2 separate regions of the Mus musculus genome follow, and region 2 is linked to region 1. A link is a contact called in public Hi-C data. All regions are on one chromosome and are shown on one strand. The core of a region is the stretch at or near the end of the contact, and the rest is flanking DNA. Distances in the headings are between cores, read along the strand shown. Region 1 has its middle 97 kb from the start of Cavin2. Region 2 holds the start of Cavin2 (caveolae associated 2).

The links. A called contact is a pair of places that touch in the nucleus more often than the background predicts.
Region 2: a Hi-C map of uterus shows a contact between it and region 1, with 2.9 times the contacts expected there. The contact joins the promoter of Cavin2 here to the enhancer-like site in region 1. A contact is called at or near these places in 5 of 39 promoter capture datasets (cranial neural crest and embryonic stem cells), 4 of 484 Hi-C or Micro-C datasets (the HL-1 cell line and uterus) and 1 of 9 other capture datasets (adipose tissue).

Annotation. Positions count from the first base shown.
Region 1 is chr1:51,189,107-51,194,321 of GRCm38.p6, forward strand. No RefSeq gene overlaps it. Among named protein-coding and RNA genes, the nearest start is that of Cavin2, 97 kb to the right of the region's middle. Within about 2 kb of position 3,690, at least 30 of the 459 cell types and tissues checked have an H3K27ac peak or open chromatin away from gene starts, as enhancers often do. A contact at or near this core is called in uterus, where this site is marked.
Region 2 is chr1:51,286,609-51,291,264 of GRCm38.p6, forward strand. It overlaps Cavin2 (caveolae associated 2), which reads left to right and starts at 2,518. Exons shown (of 2, transcript NM_138741.1): 1 at 2,518-3,260. The coding sequence starts at 2,778. The region is part of intron 2 of 9330175M20Rik (RIKEN cDNA 9330175M20 gene); the gene reads right to left.

The sequences.
Region 1 (5,215 bases), core at 2,440-4,939:
CTGGAACACTGGCATGCACAAAGCTAAATGGAAGTAGATGGGAATACTTCATACGACTACAATAAATATTTATGGTAACAGTAAATATTTATCATAAAGCATATTTTATCAGTAAAGTGGTGCGTGATGGGAATCGTATGGTCAGACTTAGCTGGAGTCCAGCAATCATAGTCACTCAAAGGAATGCTTCTTTTGTCTTTAGAGAATGTGGTTTTAGTTCTGGTAAATGAAGGCTGTATAGAGAAAGGCCAAATGTCGAAAACAGTCAAACTCACCTAATTCGCCCCAAATTCATCCATTACTATCATGTCTGAAAAGGGGGGGGGGCATCCTTCTTTTCCTTTAAAGTCCTAATAATGCACATAGCGTTGGACCCCTGTGCTTTCCAATGAGAGATGAGTCGGTATCGCTGTGACTCTGCAGCACCCAGTCTCTTTGAGTGGATCGTCGTCGAGGTGAAGGCAGTGCAGACTATGAACTACATTCAACTATGACAAAGCTTATCGCAAAGTCACATTAGACTCTGCTAATATTTGGCCTCAGATGCTGTTTCCCTTTGCCAAGTCAGGCTGTACCTGTATTGACCACTCTTCCTCAATTGCAGCAGACATTTCACTTACATAATTAATCATCTGGACATCAATAATGAAAGCTTCTTCATTGAATTAATTGATATCTCTATATGAGCATCCACAGGAAGCACCCATAAAAGATAGAAGAAGGATGAAGGGTTATATGAAGTAATAGGATTAGTTTTATAACCTGCACATAAATCAGACTGTCCATGGCCCCTCTGAAGTCAGCATCAGGACCGTGTATAAGATGTGCTGCCACTCTCACTATGGCTGAAATCTGCTTTATTGGTTCACGTGCTCCAGGGATCCAACCTTGGTTGAGCCCCACAAAGGATAAATGGTCTAATTTGAGTATCCTGTATACTTTCAACTTTTCAGTTAGTTGTCATCATTCGTCTTCCATCAGGTAAGAAGTGAAAAAATTTAGTTTTTGCTTTTACTTTTCTAATATAAGCAGGGCAAAAACTCAGGTGAGTTCTTCAAAGCAAGATCAGTTGTTGTGGGAGGAAGGAACCAGGAATAGGGCCAGCCCTGTGTGCTAGATGAACACACCTCCTTCTTGATCCATTAAAGCCCTGGCTCTATAGGAAGCTTGGGCATAGTAACCACCCTGAGAAAGTAGCTCTCAAAACTCCCACAATCAAATCTACTCTTTGGGTTGTATTTTGAGATGGCTCCATGTGATTCCTCCCTGTGGATGTCTCCTCTTGCTGGACTTCCTCTCATTCTCAGAATGCTAACCACCTCTCTTTTCTTCACTGCAGGAAGCATCCTTCCTTTGGTACAGCCCTTCATTGCACAGTCCAGCTTAGTGCTCCTCCGGGGGCTTAGACCTTGAGAATAGGGGTCTTTCATATGAGTCCAGCTTTTTCAAAGCACAGAGCAATGTCCCATATTGTCATCCCTGAATATTAGATTATTAATAAATATACTAAGACATTGTTTGATTAATGTTTAAGATTAGAATATTTAGGTAAACCTAAACAAAAGATAATCCATGCCAAGACCAAGAGAAAACATCATTGCATTTGTGGATATCATTTCTATGGACATATATTCAAAGATGAACATAATATAAAACTAAATTAAATGAAAATAGAGAAGGCTTGGGAAAATAATCCAGCCAGTAAAGTGCTTGCTGCACAGGCTTTAAGACCTGAGTTCAATGCCTAGAGAACACATAAAACAAGACCCAGATATGGTGGCAAGTACTTGTAATTCCAGAGCTGGAGATATAGAGATGGACAGATCCATGGATTGATTACCCAGCCTATCCTGCTTGGTGAGTTTCAGGTCACTGAGAAACCCTGTCTCCAAAATAAGAAAAAAAAAGGTGACTAGTACCTGAGGTACCGTACCAAAGCACCCAGGAATGACCTCGGGCCTCACCCACACAGGCACACATGTGTGTGCACACATACAAGAACACATGCACATACATGAACATATATACAAAAATATATGACTTAAATAAAGGAATATACAAATGCCTGATACTCCTTGACCAATTGAAGTTGTCTAATAGAGAAAGACACTGAACTCCACTGAACAAACTGGTCTAATAAAGATGTTTTATTCTACTACTATAATGTTATGCCTCAAGTTATTTTAAGAAGTCTGTTTATAGGAACAAAGATTAAGATAAAATACTTTGGCCAACAGGGAACACACTTCCCTCCTTACTAACTAAAGCATGATCTTAGAAGCTATCTCACTTATTCATATCCTCCAGGCCAATGGCAGATCCTGGAGGGAATGATAACATAAAGGACAGATAAGATCTGGGTGGAGCAGTAAGGGTGATGGGAGGCTGAGAGATGAGCCTATCAAACAGCTGGTGAGCAGGGAAGGGACCATTATAAAAGAGACCTAAGAGTCTGTTTATTCATATTCTCTTTCCAGAAGAAAGGAACCTGAAGTGTTTTAGCAGGGTTTCTGAAGTGTGGAATGGCAGCCAGAATGCAAGGAGCACAAGGGGCACCCAGAGGCTGGAATGGCTAAGCCACTGCACCCTGAGGCTGCAGACAGAAGACCTGTCTTGGCAAGCTGGGCAAGAATGAGGCCACAACACAACTTCCTAAAATAAATGTCCGGGCTTCTGATGAGGACAGAGTGTATTTAAAGTAAACAGTCGATCTTCTGCATATTTTTTTCCTCACAAATCTCGACCTTGAGATATGTAGATTAGATGCTTTATATTCTGCAAAGCAACCTTGTCCCAAAGCCCTAGATCAGCTGCCTAGATAGAGAATAGAGGAACTGTGAGGGCCCTGCACCCGAGGCCAGCTTCCCTCCCGGGACTGTGCAGGAGTGGTAGCAATCACAAACGCAGACTGCTGGATGGTATCTAATCTGCCTGCACTTGGAAAACAAAATCCTAGGATCATAAAGCAATCCTGAGTCGCATTAGAAAAGACAAGCTAAAAAAGGAAACAGACTACTCCTTGCTTCCAGAAGACAAATCCATCTGCAGTCTGCCTGGGGATATATGGGTTAGGACTGCCAAGCAGAGCCAGCCATTGGAAAGTACTGTTTGGGTTTGAAAGGATGACTAGAAAGAGAAAAATGAGTCTTCTACAAGTGGAGGTTAAGAGAGAAATGGAAAGGAAAGCCCCTGGTTGTATTCCTTTAGCCCTCCTGGAGCCAGGTGGCTTTATCCTTCCCAGGGCAGTGCCAAGCTCTTTTCTTCACTGTGGGAAGCATCCTTCCTTTGGTACAGCCCTTCAATTGCACAGTCCAGCTTAGTGCTCCTCCAGGGGCTTAGACCTTGAGAATAGGAGTCTTTCATATGAATCCAGACCAAACTCCCAGTCCAAAGAGTGAGTCTTATAAACAGCCAGCGATGTTGCTGACGTCCCCCCAGAGAGTTGAGACTCTAATGCACCAGTATCCACATAATAACATTATATTTCACTTCTAAATAAGATGTGCACTTGCGCCCAATTACAGTAATACATGATTTACATAAATTAACTCTCCTGCTTAATTACAGGGATACAGAGATTGGGGGAAAGGCTTGTACTTAGAGATCAGGACACGCTTTGGCCTTTAGCCTTGCCATGACATGCAGTGGACCAACCCTTATTGAAAGGACCTCTTCAGACACTGGATCTTGACCGATGTGATCATTCTTTCTTCTGGCATGACGTATACACTGAGTCATTGGTCTTACTCTGTAGAAGACAGGGGTTCACTTCTGAAATGTGATCATGTAAGCTGCGTTGTTTTGTAGCCAGGAAGGATCTAGATTTCAGAAGCTTTCTGTTCAGGGTTGAGTTTAAGCCTCTGGGTAAAGAATCTCAAAGAGACAAAAAAATTAGCTCCGAGCTCACTAGGGCAGCAAGGAAGAAATGCTTTCTTTAAAGGGCCTCTGTCGCTGTTCTGACACCTCCACTTCTCTCATCTCTTTCTGTCATTTTTTTCCTATGTCTTCTTTTCTTTTCTTTTTTTTTTTTGCTACGAACATGAATATAATATTTTTTCTGAGACAGTCTTCCAATTGCATGTTAAGAAAAAACTAAAAGTGAAGTTTCCAATAGCCCTCACCAAAAGGAGATTTTTGTTTGTTTGTTTTCTTTTCTGTTTTGTGGTGGTGTTTTTTTGTTTTTTTGTTTTTTCTCCCTTCCACCCCAGCCAGACCAGCTGGCAGGAGTGGAGTTGAAGAAAATCATTGAGCTGGCAGAATAAGAAAATGATTGAAGGCAACAGACACCGAGGCTTCATCATTATCAGTTCAGTGGGAGCGAGTAAATGCTCCTCGGGAAAACTGCACAAAAATACTTCAAGGAGCTCAAATGCTCATTGTGCCGGCTGACCGAAAAAGATGGCAATTTCATTTTACCACTCGCTCAGCCCTGTTCTCGCCCAGTCCACAGAGATCTGAGTAACTAAAGAAAAGCCTTTCAAGGGAAAAGAGAAAGACAAGATATCCACTGAGCTTCTAGGAAGAGTGGGGGAAGAGCGTGATCTACTCCAAACAGATAACATTGAGAAAAAGACTACAGATCCAAATCAGAAAGGGGATCTTACTGTCAATGCATTGAAATCAGAGAATCCCTAACCTGAGGCAGGTGCTTCGCCTTTGCAGCTCTACTGTTAAGACTATAGTCGACCACCTGTCAAACACTGCTGTGAGAAGACATTGATGGACGACCGTTCACTCTGATTTGCATTTGATGTAAAGAAGCATGATCCAGGAAACAAAATCACTTCCCTTCAGAATTCTTGACATTTATTCTGCAACTAGCTATGACGTGCAGAGGCATGTTCAGGTCTGAGTTCCCCAAGGCTTCTGTGGGAAGGTTTCACAAGATTTCTTTTGAACAAACGTCTAGAGATAATGTGAAGCCACTGGAGATTAGGAGAAAATCCTTCCACTCATCTGTGTCTTACTTCCTTCAATTCGTCCTTGCAGATCTCTCTGTCAGAGCTCTAGCCAAACTGCAGAGACACAATGTTTGATTCTTGTTGGTCTGCTTTGCTTCTTTCAAGTCAAGGGCTTTCTATTCTCTTACCTTGCTTCCTCCCTAGGTCTAGCTGCTTCCTATTCTGCCCAGGACTGTGACACCCTTCCTTTAAAATGCTGGAATTGACCTTGAATGTTCCATTCTTTGATCCTTCATGGAGCTGTTCCTTCACAG
Region 2 (4,656 bases), core at 1,268-3,767, 96 kb after region 1:
GCCCTTTTGGAGAGTGCATTTACACCATGGTAGATCTTGTCCAAAGATGGTGACAATAATCTCTCCTGTGACACTCATACTTGCCAGAGGATGGGAAAGTGGTAGAGTCGGTTTCTCATCTCTGAATCTGAGCTGGGTTTATAGCCACAGAACACTGTGGATATGCCAAGTTGGGAGTTTCAGATCCTGCCCTTAAAACTGTCCATAGCTTTCACTTTTAATCCCTCACTTTAAAGCACCACATAAAGAAATCTAGTTTCCCTACTGGAGACATCAGACAGTTTCTAGACGCTAAATAGCTGAAAAGAGAGTTCTGGTCTGCTCAGCTGTTGCACCAGGTACAAATAAGGCCATGTCATCTTGGATTCCTCACCTTGAACTGTAGCTGAAAGAGCAGGCAGGGCAAAGATGACTATTCCAGTTGAGTGTTGCCAAGACAACCAAAGAATCATGAGTGAGTGATGTGGTTGTTACTATAAACCACTGAGTCTTAGGCTGACTTGTTACAAACCCATAGACCATTGGTTGAAATACCATTTGTGTTACTCAAGATTAACTTAAAACACAAATAAGTTCAGAGACAGGCATGATGGCTCACACCTATAATGCTGTCTAAGAAGCCTAAGTCAAGAGCACTGCTTTGAGTTTTACAGCAACCTGGGCTACAGAGAGAAACCAGACTCAACCAAACAAATAATTCACATAAGAACCTTCTTATTTAAGAAGGAACCTCTGTGCTTTGGTATCTCACCACCATCCTTCTAACTGATCTATCTGATTGTACAGTATCCAACAAAGCAATGCAAGATTCATGTGAATCAATACAAAATCAGAGTCAAGTGATTATGATATGAAATTGCAAATTTTCCAATGTGGAATCATAAAAATTGATGAAGGTAATGTCAGAGGAGCCCTTGAGCCATGGGCAGCTCCTATAACAGATGAGAATCTGCAGCTGTAATAGTTAACATTTGGGAGGAGAAATCTCTGTGAGTGACAGCAGGATAAGAGCTTCATCGGCAATGACTGGGATGTCGCCATGGAGGAGAGGCCCTTGAAAAGCTGATAAAGTCCTCCGATATTTTTGAAATAATGACACTCTCTGATTTGCCCACAAACGTCAAATGTAAAAAAGATGTGCTATCATTATATCGTATAATTTTGTTAGAAAATTAAGCTTCTGAAAATCAACACCAGATTCATGGTTTTTGCTTTTAATATTTAACACATCAGTGTCCAACTAAAATACACAAAATATAAGTTGTTTGTTTGAGAAACTTTTTAAAAAAATTCTTAAAAGGTACAAGCAATCAAATCTTCTTTTGGCATTTTGTAATCTTGGTTCCTAAAGGTCTCACTTTAAGTGTTATCTACCAATTATCTGAGGAAACTGGGAGCCTCTATAATGTCTTTAATGCATCTTCCTAATGAGCAGGTACTCAGTGAGGGACCTGGCACATGCTCTGTGAATGTTACATATGACTAAGTGTAAGGCAACCAATGAATATACCACCATAAGATCTACTGTTTCTTCGGCATACACAGAGGTATTGCCGTTAAGGCAATGTCCCACGATCAGTTCCTGACCCAGTACTAGCTGACATTTGTTCTTGAAATCCTTCATGGCATGCCTGTCACAAACCTTCAGCCAAAAGCACTTTCACAATCTGGATACATTTAAGACCAATTCAAGCATGTAAAGTCATTTTAGGAAGTGAGTCCCACATCCCAAGGGCCCGGCTAAGGAGGGCCACATGTGAGAACAGGTGTGCCACTTCACTGAGCAAGAACCTGGAAATGTCAAGCGTTAGAACCACTCCAACTCAACCTGGCTTGCAGTCACACTTCTGGACCTGTGTCAATAAATGCCTCGCAAAGATGGGGACTGAGAAATGCTCTGCATGAATTCAGAATTACTGGAAACAAACCAGCACTTTTTTTTCTCCAAAGGGACTACTTGAGGAGAGGGTCTCTGCCTTCCATCTTCTAAGAAAGCATTCATTTAAGAGATTTCCATCTCTTACAGAACAGTTCACAGTATGCAACACCACTTGCTTTGACATCCCTGAGTCTAAGCTCTTTCAAGTTGGATTGCATGCCATCTTGCAAGAGGACAGGACACCAAGCTGAGTTCCTTGTCAGTTTCAGAATAATCTCCTGTGCTTTGCAAATGAGAAACTAATAGCACGAACCTGGCCCTGGCGTCACAGACCCTTTCAACTCGGCGCCTCCCCTAAAGGGCACTCGGTGTTCTGCAACCTATCAGTCAGCTCTGGGGCAAGAGCAAACAATTCCTTTCTGTTACAATAACTTGTATCCAGGAAAAAAAACAGGCGCTCTGTAACATAGCAGCCAGAGAAAAGTTTACTAGATTTAGCCAATCAGAGGCTGGGGAGCTCTGCCAAGTTAACATGTTTCTCTCCGCCTCTAAATGAACTCATGATTGAAATATGGCATTGAACTTTTTTTTTTTTTAAGGGAAGGGGTGTAGGAAAGAAAAGCCACTGCAGAAAAGAACTCGGGCTTGTGCGGAGTGTGGCTAGGAAGTGTGTGCTTGTCACTGAACCCTGAGTGGGTCCTGTAACCTTTGCCTTCCACTGGGTGGAGCAGGTCCTTTAAGAGCAACTGGAATGCAGTTCCCCTGATCAGCTTAGCCAGTTATTCAAAACCTCTGCTAGCCCTAGAGAGCAGTGCTCACTTCAGACCAACCAGCCTCCTGTGCTTCTAGCTTGAGCAAGAAGTTTCCAGCGGGGAAGTAAGTTTCTAGCTGCCCAGCCATGGGAGAGGACGCTGCACAGGCAGAAAAGTTCCAGCATCCAAACACAGACATGCTCCAGGAGAAGCCATCCAGCCCCAGCCCAATGCCTTCCTCCACACCGAGCCCCAGCCTGAACCTGGGGTCCACAGAGGAGGCCATCCGAGACAACTCGCAGGTGAATGCTGTCACCGTGCACACACTCCTGGATAAATTGGTCAACATGCTGGACGCCGTGAGGGAGAACCAGCACAACATGGAACAGCGTCAGATCAACCTGGAGGGCTCGGTGAAGGGCATCCAGAACGACCTCACCAAGCTCTCCAAGTACCAGGCCTCCACCAGCAACACAGTGAGCAAGCTGCTAGAGAAGTCTCGCAAGGTCAGCGCTCACACGCGGGCTGTCCGGGAGCGCCTCGAGAGGCAGTGTGTCCAGGTGAAGAGACTGGAGAACAACCACGCCCAACTCCTCCGACGCAACCACTTCAAAGTGCTCATCTTCCAGGTCAGTGTCCCCAGCATACCCCTCCACCTACTTGAGCTCAGTCCTCCGAGCTTTCAAGGCCATCTTCCCATCTGCCCTGCCAGTCAAGCTTCTCTCTCACACACAAAGCTTTGTCTTCTAGCTGCCTGCTGCAGGCAACTGTGAAATGTGGCCATAAGGATTGGAATCTCCCCCATCCTTCAGGCAATGCCTGTGTGCCTGGCAAGCTGGGGACATTTGTCAGTGAACACCTAGATGCACTTGGTTAAGGGTGAGAAACTGAGCAGGTGCGGGCACCCACTCTAGTCAAATTCATTTGTCTCTTTTCATTAGGAACTTGCGGCTGCGATTGCAGCTGTTAGCTGGACAGGGCAAATTAATCCAGTGGCTGTTTATTAACTCTTAGTGGAAGTGAGGTAACTGTGTGAAGGATTTGTTTTCTTTTGCTCTGACCAAGACACACACAACCTTTAAACCATCCTTTTTCCAAGGGCCCCTGGTGTTTGGGAAATTACCAGAATGGAAAGTTGAACTAGTCTTGTTCTTGAAGTCATCTTTTGTCAAAGCAATCTCTAGTTTGTCTCTAGAAAATGATGCCAATAAATGTGGGAAGCAAAGTATAGCTCCTTACAGACATGTTAATTATGTCCCCTCATTGCTCAAGCTGCAACTACAAAGTGAAATAAAAGAAACGTTATCAGTGGCTGCCACAAAGACCAACTTTGAATATCTTCCCCTTCAAATAGTTGCCTTACCGTGAAAAGGACACTTAATTTTTTTTAATGCATCAATGATGCAATTTATGTAGCAAAGGCTATCTGGGGACAGGAAGATTGCGTGGAACTGTTATTCAGCCAAGTGGTGGGCATCTGTAAATCTAAGGGCTGCCCTGCCTAATGCTGGAAGCCCTTCCGTAGATGGCATTGAGCCAACCCAGGCCCCAGGAAGCCCTGCCATTCTGCCTCAGGGCTGTCTCCTTATGATCCTGTGAATAGGAGAGACTTTCAAAGCCATGGAGGGAAGAGGTTATAACCAACAGATTGTGAAAGCATACAGGGAGAGCCTTCATCTCCCAAGAGACATTTAGAAACTGGAATTTAAACCGTAGGAGCCTTCTTTTTCCTAATGAATCTACTCTGCCAAGTTAGGGCTCTGGCCTGCCTATCGCCATAAAAGGAAAGATTAATCTTGCTGCCTTTGTGTCCTCCCCAAATTGTACTTGAGAGCTAGGAGGTCCAAACAAGTGATGCTCCTGTATCTCACAGGCTTTCTGCAGTTGGGAAACTTTTAGGCTTTTTTTTTTTTTTTTGAAGTTATGAAACAAATGGACTTAATTGATATCTACAGAACATTTTATCCTAAAACAAAAGGATATACCTTCTTCTCAGCCCCACATGGTACCTCCTCCAAAATTGAC